2 separate regions of the Rattus norvegicus genome follow, and region 2 is linked to region 1. The links are chromatin contacts, called in public Hi-C maps. All regions are on one chromosome and are shown on one strand. The core of a region is the stretch at or near the end of the contact, and the rest is flanking DNA. Distances in the headings are between cores, read along the strand shown. Region 1 holds the start of Kalrn (kalirin, RhoGEF kinase). Region 2 overlaps Kalrn (kalirin, RhoGEF kinase).

What was found. Hi-C and Micro-C count contacts between places; a contact is called where the count stands out from the background.
Region 2: a contact with region 1 is called in a Hi-C map of frontal cortex, with 1.4 times the contacts expected there. The contact joins the enhancer-like site here to the promoter of Kalrn in region 1. A contact is called at or near these places in 2 of 12 Hi-C or Micro-C datasets (frontal cortex and liver).

Annotation. Positions count from the first base shown.
Region 1 is chr11:79,755,239-79,761,512 of GRCr8, reverse strand. Kalrn (kalirin, RhoGEF kinase) reads right to left here and starts at 1,352. Exons shown (of 60, transcript NM_032062.2): 1 at 1,286-1,352. The coding sequence starts at 1,352.
Region 2 is chr11:79,801,838-79,808,190 of GRCr8, reverse strand. All of the region lies in intron 1 of Kalrn (kalirin, RhoGEF kinase), which reads right to left. Among named protein-coding and RNA genes, the nearest start is that of Kalrn, 45 kb to the right of the region's middle. Within about 2 kb of position 4,025, at least 45 of the 93 cell types and tissues checked have an H3K27ac peak or open chromatin away from gene starts, as enhancers often do.

The DNA.
Region 1 (6,274 bases), core at 103-2,602:
TATAATGGGAGGAGAGGAGACACAGAGACATGGGGGTGGGGGGTGATAACTTGCTGAGATCACACAGAAAAGAGGTGGTTGTCTTACCCTCCCCCATCTTTGAGCTCCACCATCACAAAGTCCTGGCTCCCTTCTCTATCCTCATCTCATCTCAAGTCTGGCTTCCCAGAGGTGTTTCTGGGTGCTCTCGAAAGCCTGCTTCCCATGTATGCTGGCTTGGGTCCCTCCATCTTTGATTTCTCCTCCGATAAAGCCCCGGCACACCTGCTCTGGGCAGCTCTGCTTCCACCTGGTATCTGCCTCCGGCTGGACCTGAGACGACCCCTGATGAGAGGGATATTGTTTGAGGTGGGTAGCAGAGCTTTGCCAGGACCATATTTTCATGAAAGATTTTGTCTCGCTCTTGCCAAAACTTCTTAAAGGAGCCAAAAGCTTTCGAATGCACAGCCAACATTTTAAAAAGCAATTGCTACATGAAGTTCCTAGTGGTCTTTCTTTACAGTGGAGGGTCTGGACTTGTGGGAAAGCACCAGGATATTTGATTGCAGCAATAAAGGTGGCTGACGTGTATTAAGGTCAGAGTAACTTGACGAGTCGAGCTGGCTCTCTTTTCCCTAACCACAAATTCTCGAGGACTCTATCTACAGACAGGCCACAAAGGGAGCTGTCCCCAGGACGAGTGCTGTAGCTCTATGATGCTGACGAGAGCCAGGCACGGGGGAACTTTGCATTAACTGAGTACCTAGTGTGCACACTAGAGGTGACGGCACATTTTACATGCAGGAATGAAGCAACAACGATGGCAGATAGGGCCTGGATGCCCATTTCGCAGATGGGGAAACAAGCTCAGAGGAACACACAAATCCAGCTATGGTCACAGAGCTGGACTGAGAGAGGGATCAGCAAAGGTCTCCCCCAGCATTCAGCTGCAGGGACCATTCTCCTCCCTGCATCACTTCCCATGTGCTCTGTAGAGAGCCCCGAAAGACAGTTTAAGTTGCTGGGTGAAAAACCCCAGCAAGAAACCTGACTGTGCTGTACAGCTGTCCCCCAAATGATTCTGTGCTCCCCACGCCCAGCTAGGTCATGTCCCCAGGAAAACAGCCCCTCTTTCATCTGCTGTAGGTTGGCTGCTTGCCATTGCTCCATGCCCTCTTCTTTCTCTTGCCCCTCCACTCCCATCTCTGCTATCCCTTTCTCTGTCTATGCCTCTCTCACACACATATGCTTATATACATACACCCATACACAGAGAGACACACGACCAGATACGCACTCAGGATACCTCGATCCAGAAGCCGAAGCAAGCGGAGATACCAAAGATACCACTGGTCCCAGAAGCGGTCCGTCATCCCACCCTGAACTCATCCTTCACAGCCAGTCTCCAGGGCAGAGCCTCATCCCACCACCACCACCACCACCGACTCAAGGAGGGCAGATTCTCGGGTGTTGGGCTCACACGCAGCCTGCTCTAAGCAAATGCCTGCCTGTAAAGACAGCCACCAGTCCTCCCACACAGGGGCTGACTGTGCTGTGAGCCCGTTTCACAGCAACAAAGGAGCAAATGCAGAACACGCCGTGTGCAGACTGAGCCTGCATGAACCCCAGGGGAGGCTGGAGTGCGGGGGAGGGAGTCAGGGAGGGCTCTTGCACAGTAGCAAGGTTTGAGGTAGCCCTGGGAATGAAAATCCACAGAGAAGGCCACGTTTAAAATTTCATTCTAGTATCTCCTCCCACACAGAGGCCAGTGGCTCTCCCAATAGTTGGATGAATGAGAAGCCAGATGCTCAACCATCCTGGACTCTGGAATCAGTCCAAAAAGTCCAGGAGTCCGACTGCCTCGTTGTGAGGACCTCAGGTGCTCCCTGTCCAAATCTGTTAGACCCTCACAACTAGAAAAGGGCTTGTGGGTCCTTTCTCCCTACTTCCCCTCAGAGATTCTATTAAGGAGAGACTGGGCACTGCAATGCTACTTTCAAGTTCAAATCCTGGTTCTTACTTAACACCTCTTGGCCTTCTGCCTCAGCTTCCTCCTCTATGACTGGAAAGACCAGCATTTTATTCACAGAGGAACTATGAGGCTCAGCACGAAGGAGGGAAGCTCCTGGTGTCACAGGTAAGTGAAGCAGACAAAAGGTTCTCTTTGCCCTTCTCCCCTGCCCCTACAAAATGGTTCGCTATAGTTCTGACCTTCTAATCCTATGCCCCTGATCCAATACCTCCTGTCAGGGCCCCTTCTCTCCGTACCCCTTCTTAGGGTCAAACCCTAAATCTTCCAATGTCTGACTCAAATGCCACAGAGTCCAGGCCGTCCCCAATCTTCCTTCCTTTATACGTCATCTTCAATCCACTTTCTCTTCTGTATACAATTTGTCTACCTTACCGAAACATAAACGACATGGAGTTCAGATCTGCTCCTTAATCTTCAAGGTGCCTAATGTAGTGCCTTATCTCAGAAGCATTCAAGTGACTTTTACTTCAATCTTTAATGCAAGTGAGTGTCGACTGACTGAAAGAACAAGCAAGGGATTCTAGGTAACCCACACCTTTCCACGTGGAAGGCAGGAGAAGCGTTGACTATCGCTTGACTGTAGCACGTCAGCCTCTGGACACTGACTCAGGCTTGCAGACGTTTCAAGAGCAGGAGCAGAGTGCTCTATTCTTGCCTCCCTTGAGGCTGCTTGGTCAGTAGGCTGGCCACTTACATGAGAAGGCTGTCCCTCGGGTGACAGGGGATCCTGATCACAGAAAGGAAAGCAGAGGGGACTCCAGGTGTAGAGCACCTCCATTCAACAGCCAAGTGCACATTCCCCACAGCTGTTTTTCGGCTTACCTATGGCAGCTTCTACTCCCAGCCTCCTGGTCTCCATCAGGCATCTGGAGTCAAAGGGGCTCTCCTCCAGCATCTGCCATTTCTGGGACTCATCACCCATTGGGTCAAACCCAAGAGGAAGCTGTTCAGCCTGGAATTTTACTCTCGGTTGGCTTCAATCCTTTAAGTAGGGCGTCTTGGTGCTCTCCAGCCCACCCCCACTCATTTCTGCTATTCCCACAGAGCCCCATAAGCCTTCCTTTAAAAGAGCCAAAAGAAATAGTTTGCATGTTTCTAAAGGACTCAGACTAGGCAGGAGGCACGTCCAGGAACTAGCAGGAAGAGGGAGAAAGTAGGTGGAGCCACAATCTCCACCCCTTGCCCTGCCCAGTATCCTTCTTACCTCTTAAAGGGCAGCTGTGGGACACAGCGGAGTCCTCACCACCCAAGGAGATACCTCTCAGGCTCTGTTAGTGCAATTTTGTTACTGCCTTAAATGGACAAGAATCTCGTGAGTCATTAACACAAAAATGCAAAGTCCTCTCCTCTCTGGAGAGAAATGGTCCATAGTCCTCCCTTTTGTGAATAACAAGACTCTATGGCTCACTCACATGTGGCCAGTACTTCTTAGCTCACAAAGTACTTTCGCATCTGTCAGCTCCTTTGGGCCCTAACCACCCCGAGAGCTCTGTTGGAGAAGAATTACCTTCCCTGTCTAAAGAGAACCAAAGTCATCTTTCAAGAAGTTGAACAAGTTTCAAATGGTACATAGGTGTGAGCTGGCTCCCCCTCATCACGTTTTCTGGACCTTGACATTCCCTAGAGAATGTAGCACCTTTCCTGGAGAGGTGGAAGACCTTCACAGTGGGGCTATGCTAACAGCAGTGCTCAAGAAGCAGGGGCAGTGCCAGCATGCCACAGGCACAGAATATATGATGACTGACAAACAAGCCTTTGATATGTCCCATTGGTCAGTGGCTTACAGTTGGCCAGAGAGCGCATTTCCAAATAAGAATGCCAAAGTCATTTTTTCCTAAAGCCTCTTAAATGAAACTTGAAATGTGAGACTCCTACCGCAACAGAAGACCTGGACAGAGAGGGACTGTGGGAGGAGCATCACCTGGGGAACAGACAGGCAGCCCTCATGCCCTTATAAGCACATATATAAACTATAACTCTCTATTGGTGCTGATAGTGGGCCTGAAGGAGGAGGCCAACTGGAGCTCCTCTCTTACTTGGTGTCATTCTCTACAGAAGAAAGAATTAAGAACAACATGGGTGCACGCACCTCGCCACACACAGTGAGCCCTGGAACACAGCATCACCCATTGGGTCAAACCCAGGAGGAAGCTATTCAGCCTGGAATTTTACTCTCAGTTGGCTTCAGTCCTTTAAGCAGGGCGTCTTGGTGCTTCCCAGCCCACCGCCGCTCATTTCTGCTATTCCCACAGAGCCTTGTAAGCCTTCCTTTAAAACAGCCATGGTAGAAGTTGAATAAAATGTTCTAAGAGACTGCTAGGCTTGCCATTCAGCTGTGGTGCAATTAGAAAGGACAGAACGTTGCCAGGACAGGACCTTATTAGGTAGGTAGGGTGTTGTTGTTGTTATTGTTTTGTCTTAAACAATGATAGGACGGTGGCTCTTTCATGATAGCCAAAGCGGGGGCAGCCATTCCTGTCTGTGTGGCTCTTTCCCCCTCCGCTGAAATCAGTGACTGCAGGCCAATAGCACCCAACCACTGCAGAGGGCTGCTGCCTGCCTGGTTCCTCTGCAGATACTCACTGCCACAACCACGATGTGTTCCCTTCCCTTCGGCGTTCCTTCTTCCTTTCTTGGCACTGTTCTCTCTCCATCTTTTCACCCACCCAAAAGAAGAAACACTGTGTTCTCAACCGGATAAAGCCAGCATAAGTGGATGGAGCAGAAGGCAAGAAGAAGTGAGGGAGGAGAGAACCAATCAGGTCCCAGAGAGTTCCCCACTCACCTCCCAGGACAACCGGGACCTCTGCTCCCTCAGTGGCACAATCCACATGCCTCAGATGCGTGCAGCTAACCGGCAAGTAAAGGCCACACGTGAGGTGGCACAGCTGCTGGTATCTGTGAACCAGAATGAAGACTGCTCAACAGACACCGTGTTCTCCTCCTACCCCACACCAGGAAGTAGGCTCAGCCAGCCAACCATTTTGCCCTGCAAGTTGTGCTTTGGCTCCAACATGAACCAAACCCTCTGGCAGACACCATCCTCAGTCACCTTCCACAGCACTTCTGTCCCCTCAGCAAATACTGCCCAAGCGGTAAGTGGAAGTCAGGACATCTCGGAAACACCATCTAGGGAATGGTGTGGACGCTTGCCAGCCTCTCCTGTGAGAGCCGGGTGTCCCCAGGTGAACACACTCCTTGGGTCCTCACATGAGGACAATATCTGAAAGACTTATCACCCAGACTCTGAAATCTAAGTCCACCTCTCCCAAGAGGCCTCTCCAGCTAATGTCACCATTCTCATCTCAGAGTTCTCAAAGTTTAATGGGCAGCAGATTCACCTTGGAGGGGTGGCAGTTCATGCAGATGCCGCACTCCCAGAGGCCTGAATCTTTACTCAGCTCCCCTGGGTGATTCTTTGATGGTGATCTGTCTGCTCTGTCACAGCTCTCCTCTCTTACTTTCAGCACTGGCTTCATTTCAGTATTTTGGTTAAACTCCACAAAGTACCCTGCCTGCCCACACACCCTAGGAGTCCAGGACAGAGGAACCCTGAGTTCTCTCTCCTGGAAGGCTCTCCAAAGTAGAGAGAGATCTAGCAGAGGACCACACAGGAAGGGGTAGACAAAATGGCTCTTAGACACACAATTGATCCTTGGCTCCCTTTGAGCTTCAGAAAACATTCCTTCTGCCCCAGGTCCACTGCCGATCTGTACGATGGCTTTAAATGTCACCTCAAGACAGGGCTGATTGGCCTGCACTGACCCTGCCATTTATGTAGCTTTCCCGTTGTTTACCACTGACCTCAGGGAGATCTCTCTCTCTCTCCTAATCTAGAAAGAGATCACAAAACCTCTTACAGCACCAGCTTAAAACCATTCTGTCAAGTAGAAGAAATCTACCCTCACCCTTCCCTGTCCTCCTCTGAGGACTCCTTCTTCTCCAGCAAACCACAAGAAGCTCCCCACTGCACCAAACTCCACCTTCAGGGCACCACCCCAACAGCCCAACCAACTGACAGAGCTGTTTCTCAGCCGTATAAGGTTCCTCTATCTGGGTCTGCTTCCTCTGAGCTAGGTCCCATGCACAGAGGTATAATAAACTGATCCCTTCTTCAGTGTCTTAATAAGAAATTAATACTAGGCCCTTAAGAAATAGTCACACTTTGGAAAAGGGTGACACCCTAAGGCAGTAGAAGACAAGTGAAGTCTATACATCAGGGTTGACCTGCAGTGAAGGCTCAGGTCTCTTCACCTAAGTCTC
Region 2 (6,353 bases), core at 2,776-5,275, 44 kb before region 1:
CACAAGGAAGAGACTTTCACTGAAGCCATCTGGTTTAATACCACAGGAGTTCATGAGTCACTTCCATTCTTGATGGCCTTCCACTACTGACAAACACGTCCAGGCCAGTGGAGACAACTACCTCCCTGTCACACTGCGTCCATATCAGACTCCAGTGTCTTCTCGTGTGTGTGTGTGTGTGTGTGTGTGTGTGTGTGTGTGTGTCCCCTCCCAACACACATATCTCTAGTGCTAGTGATGCCCTGTAGAGCCATAAGAATAAATCTCACTCCCCCTCCACAATGGAGGCCCAGCAATATGGAAGGAAACCATTATGCTTATATGCATGTTTTATTGAATCAAATATTCAATACAAAGCATTTGTTGATAACAAACCATGTACCTCACAGTACTACAGACACTAGGACAGGATAATAACATGATATTCATATATATAAGAGTCTCGCATTAGTTCCCTAGAACTTCAAGATGTGGCCTAACTTCCAGAATAGCCTACCACCCCTGCACCTAGACGCATCCTTGATTCTTCTCTTAAAATACGAAAGACAAAATTGATGGGTAAGTCTGGACATCACCCCCATGTCCATCGCCTAGCTTTTATCTGCATTGAGTAAGGTGTAAACAGGAAGGAAGGCTGGAGGGTACATTGGGCTTCCCCATCTGTTTCTTTGAACTTCCCATAGATCTAATTATTCCAGGTTTTAAAAAAAGATTTTAAATAGATAGATGAGATTTCAGTGACAGTTCAAAGTCTAATAAAAGGCATAACCTTGGATGAGTCTACCCACTCCATACTTCTGGAAATATGCACAGAATAAAAACAAAAGACCTGAAAGCAGAAACTTTCTGATAGGCTCGCACTGTGCTGTCCCACGGAGAACTTGTCATATTGTGCTCCGTACATCCGAATATGTGTAGGGCTTGCTCCTTGTTCCCATTCTGGAGTACACGGGGGCTCGGTGCACACAGCCTATGCTCCCTGTGACTGCCCAGGTGGAGAGTTAAACCAGCAGGACTCAGAATTCAATCTAAAATAGAGACCACCACTTCCTAGCTGTGGTACCTGGGTACTTAATTTATCCTCCTCCATCCCTTGCAAAAGGAAGCTGGTGACAGGTACTACCATGAGTGTGTCAACAAACAAATTAGTAGAAGCAGCATCCACCAGCATGTCTATGGCCCCGGAACTTGGTGCAGGGGAAGGTCTGGGTTTTCAAGACACACTCTTACTTGCTTTTCGGTGGCAAGTCATCTGTCTTTTTCTAGACTCTAGTACCTCTCCAGCCTGCCTAGACATCTCTGATATCCAGCTACTCCAGCCCAGGACTCCGCAAACGGAATGTCAATGAGTGATCAGTTGGAATTTTTATGTTTTTTTTATTACAATCTGCCATCAACTAATAAATACTTTCGGGGAAAAAATTTAAACGAGCTGCCAGAGGAGTGTAATTTTAAAAACAACGTATACGCTCTAATTTCCTAATTTTTAGACTCAGCGGACACGTTACTTTGCAAACTGGTAAGAAGTTTCTAAATATAGCCTTTCCATTTCTGTCCCCCTCACCGCTAGCTGGCAGCAAGCGTTTGGCAGGGCTTTGCAGTGGACAGGGAGCTGCTCAGCACCTCCCTCCTCCAGGTTCCTAACAGCCAGGGGGGAAGTTAACAATGGAGCTTTAAGTCTCTGTGCTCTGCATCCTGACTTCAATGCCTCACTTACACTCAAACTCCCCAAGTGCTAGGACTGTGTCCACTGAGCCTTGAATACGACCAGACACCTCATGGGAGCTTAATTATCTGCTGACAATCTAAAGATTTAAACAGATGTGTTATTTACTTTTACCTTTTCACAATTTAGACAACCTAATGGGTGCGTTTGTAAAGACCTGCCCCAGGAGGACACTCTGTCCCCTGGCATCCTTCCTTGTTTGTCCGAGTCTTGTCTCTTTTTTTTTCCACTGCTGGACTCAGCTGCACTTAACTGAAATGCACAGATACAGTGAGTGCTTCTTTTCTACTGAGGGAAGAGGCAGACTACATTGCAGAAAGCGCCATTCATCAGAAAAGTCAACTTCTGGCTCTCTAAACAAACAGGTGAGGAAATGGAGAGCATCTATTAAGTTACTCCCCAGGGGGACACCGTCAGGCTGGTCTCACAGTGTCACTGGGTTGGTAGGTAAGGGGTTGGGGCAGACATGAAGCCAGTCCTGACCCTTGTCTCCACACACCCCTCTCTTAGAGGGTCTTCCCTAAGTGTTAGCCTCAAGCTCCAGCCAGAATGTACCCCTCTGTCTTCTTGCGGTTCTGAAACAGAGGAGGCTGTTCTGAAACACTACACCCTAAGAAAGCATGAATTTGCCTCATCCTTGCCTTTTTCGATCAAGAAACTTTGGGACTTTCTGGAATACTCACCCAGAAGTCCCCTGAGCCTCACCGGCCTCTGCGTACACAGGATGCAAACACTTCATCTCATTTACTTCTTATTAATCTAATGGTTGTTCATCAATTGTGTTTCTGGAGGCTTCTAAGTCCAACATCATGTCTGAGACTGCAGACTTCCAGGGGAGAGAGGCCAGGAACGGGGATAAGAGATGCCATCTGCCTACTGAGGGCAGACATGGGTAACAAACATATGGACTCATGGAGTATCTACTGCCCTGTGTCCAGGAGCCAGGAAGGGGTGGCTGAACCCAGGAGCTACACCAGCAGTATGCTCTTGGGGCAGCCCCAGCTTCTGATCTTTGGATACTTCCTGGGGTGCTGTTATTTTTGACTGCCAGAGGCCCCACCCCAGTGCTTGCACGACCTGGAGGAGCCCCTGAATTTGTCATTCTCCCTCTGCATCCTGGCTTTCCCACTCCTTGAGCTGCATACGGGGCTAATTTGAATGCTGTGTGGGGATATCTAGCAGGAGATGAACAGAGGGTGGTTGGGGGATCAGCTGTGAAATCCAACACATTTTTTTAAGGTGGAAAAAAAAGGAAGAAAGAAAATGAATTAGATGCTGGGAAAACACCTCAACCAGACGCTCCTTGGGTCTCCCCTTCCTACCCACCTGATAGCTTTCGTTGTTCAGGGGATTTGCCCTACAACAGAAAATATCCCTTTATTTGTTCTGGATATCTGCCCTGCTTTAAGAACAGTTTGAAGTCATAGACTTCCTTGCTGAACTTGGAGCTTTTTCGTCATCACTGGAAGCTTTCAGAGCATCAGAACTGCTAAATTTTGCTTGTTTCAGTCCCTCCAGCCCAGCCTGCTGCATACTGATGATGCTACCTTGCCAGTACTAACAGGCATTTTCTGGGATAATTTTGCCTCCGCACCCAAATGGAAAAGGACCCTTGTTTCTTAGTAGCTTCCCTCCTATGGTTTTTATAATTTGCGAGCTAAATTTTGGGCTCTGCTCAGACCACCCCTCTTGCAAGCAGCAGGAGCGAGATTCAAACCCAGGGTACAGTGACATCATCGTTCAGAGAGGCCCAGCTTGCCGACAGCACCAAAGAGTAAACTCCTTCCCAATGCAGGACTGAGGAAGCCTGAGTTGACAGGCTCCTTCCTTATGACTCCATCAACTGTGTGGTTTGTCTGAGCCATCAGCTTGTAGGAAAAAAAGAAAAGCATCGTCACCATCCAAAGGCAGGCAGACATGAGGACACACGTGCCTCCTCTCAGTGTGTCACCTGCTAGGTGACTGGTGGAAAGGAGAAGGGTAACATCCACCCCAAAGAGGTGCCCTGTGGACCATCAGAGAAATCCCCTTCCCAGAGGCACATCCCAACTGTAGGATTCTGAAAAAAATGACGCACTCATTCACCATCAAATTGGTATACATTAAATACCTAGTGTGTGTCCAGTACTGAGACCTGTGCCAGGGTCTGGGGGCAGCACAGTGAACAAAGCAGCCACAGTTCCTATCTCCATAGAGCCAGCTGCTATAGAGGAGTTCCAGGGCCTCTGTGTGGTAACAGAACCTCCTGACACACTACCTTAAATTTAGAGCTGAAGCACTTTTGTGGGAGGAGAAGGAGGAGTAGAGGAAACCAAACTGGTTGCTATGCAACCGCAATGATTTATTCTTAGCCAGAGCAGGAAGAGCAGCATAGAGCAGGGAAAGCAGCATGGCGCAGGAGTGGGTGGGGGGTGGGACCGGGTATGGGGGAGGCTGGAGGAGGACAGAGTGGGAGACCAAGTGGGGTGCACAGCAGTACTGAGGCTGCACCTGCCGGCCTCACCCCAAGAGGCTCGTGTAAATGGATGTGCCACAGCGTCTGCTCTCTGGAGGCAGTTAGGAGATTATGAGGACAGCCCCAGGAACCACAGAAAAGCCCTTGTTTGGAAGCTTGAAATTAACCTTCAGGTATAAGTAGACCCGTGCTGATGCCAAAAAGGGACAAATAATATGAGATTGAACATAAGAGCCCACCACCAGGGGATAGAGCTCACATGCTTAGAGACGCTTGGCCAGTAAGTGTTTTCTAAGCTCCTCTAGGTTCATCGTCACCTGCAGGAGCACGGTGAGGGGTAGGAGGTAAAGGCACCTTGCTGAAGGAAGACATGGGCTCGTGGTAGGCAGGGGGCAGCCCAGTGATGACAGATACATCCTCGTGACCTGAGACTGTGTGCAAGACCTGGCTCAGCACTGGGCCTGTTCTGGGAAACAAGTGAACCCCATACCTCAGGGCCTCGGGCGCCTGACCTCTTAAATGGAGAGAGTCAGGCCAAACAATGTTTCGCATGCAACACTTATGTCTTTGACACTGCACACAATACAGGGTTTGGGTGAGGGTAGGGCTGACTATCTTGTGGAATGTTTAGGAAGGGTTCCCTGGAAGGGGTGGGGCTGAGAACAGTGGGGCAGGGAATGGCAAAGCTTCGGGGAGACTGGGAAGCTCACTCAAAGCTGTGCTGCAGAACCGAGGTGTGAACCCTGAGCTGCAGAACCTCCACTAACACACACTGCTTCTCCAAGACGCTGGGTAGCTAGGAGAGGGAGGTGTGAGCAGAGACTGGGGGAGAGAATTCGGGCAGAGAGGCCGAACAGCTGGAACTAGGCAGGGTTCACAGAGGAAGAGTGCTCGGTGAGGACCAGCTACAACCAGACCGAGAGTGAACAGAAAGCATAGGGTGGTCAGCAGCCAACATCTGTCATGCGCTGGGTACTAAAGGAGCCAGTGATATATGAAACAGGATTTGATTTGAATTAATTTATGACTAGGGAAAAACATGGAGATTAATAGTTAGTGAGGCACTACAAAAAGTGTCAAACGAGTATTTTTTTTTTAAATCGTAATACTGTTTAAATGGTGGACGGCTGCTTCCAAACAGGATGCCGTAGGGGATTAGACCTGGACTTCATGGATGCAGGCTGAGGATGTCCAGGAGAAGGGAATAAAGATACGCCATTTGAGGGAAAGAAAGCTTCACCCAGAAGACAAAAGGCAGCAGAGGGTGGTGGAAGACCTCTCAGCTCAGAGGTGGGCTGCTGTGAAGCTACCCAGATAGAACGGGCAGCTTCAGCTGTAGGCGGGGACTCCAGGCTTCGGTCAGAGGCTGCAGAAATCCACTGACTGTTGATCCAAGATGATAGATGTTTGAAACAGGCGCAGAGGGAAGTAGTGACTCTCAGAGCCCAGGAAGGGCCATGTGGCAAGAGGTGAAGGCACCCCCACCCCACTGGAACTAGCAGATAAGACTGAGGTTGGTGAGGACACCCAGGTTCCCAGGCATTTGTAGAACAAAGAGACAACTCTTGTTCTCCTGAGAGAATAAGGTCACCAGCTCTCAAGAGAATGAGCCGCATATTCAGAACTAGAAAAGCCCAGGAAAACTAATAACAGAGGAGAAGGTGGTAATGAGGCAGATTAACCCCATTTCACAACTCTGCCAAGGTTCCTCCAAGACACTGCTTGCAAAACAAACCATAATTCAGCTTAAATGGGTGGGTGGTGCTTTCTGAGCACACTGCCACAGGGGACAGGAACTAGATCTAGAGTCACTCCACGTGACAGGGCCCGGACTCTCAGGACAAGTGAGCCAAAGCTGCAAGAATAGGAGATGGTTGGTCGTCACCCAGGGAGAGGCAAGCCCTCCCTGCTCTCAAGCCCCCAGGGAAGGTGGGACATCGGCTTTGTGTCCCGGGGACTGTATGTTCTCTTAAGAGACGTCACAAGGAGAGAGCTCAAGCAGATAGTCAGGGGCGAATTATCCCCACTGAGTGACGCTTATGGGTCCAGCCTGGGAAGGGCCCACTTAACTATTCCAAGCAGTAATTCCCGCTGTGCTACACTGTGGGCCATCATGAGGTGTCTGTCCAGCATCTTGGCATACCGAGAAGGATGAGATCCGGGAGTCAGGAA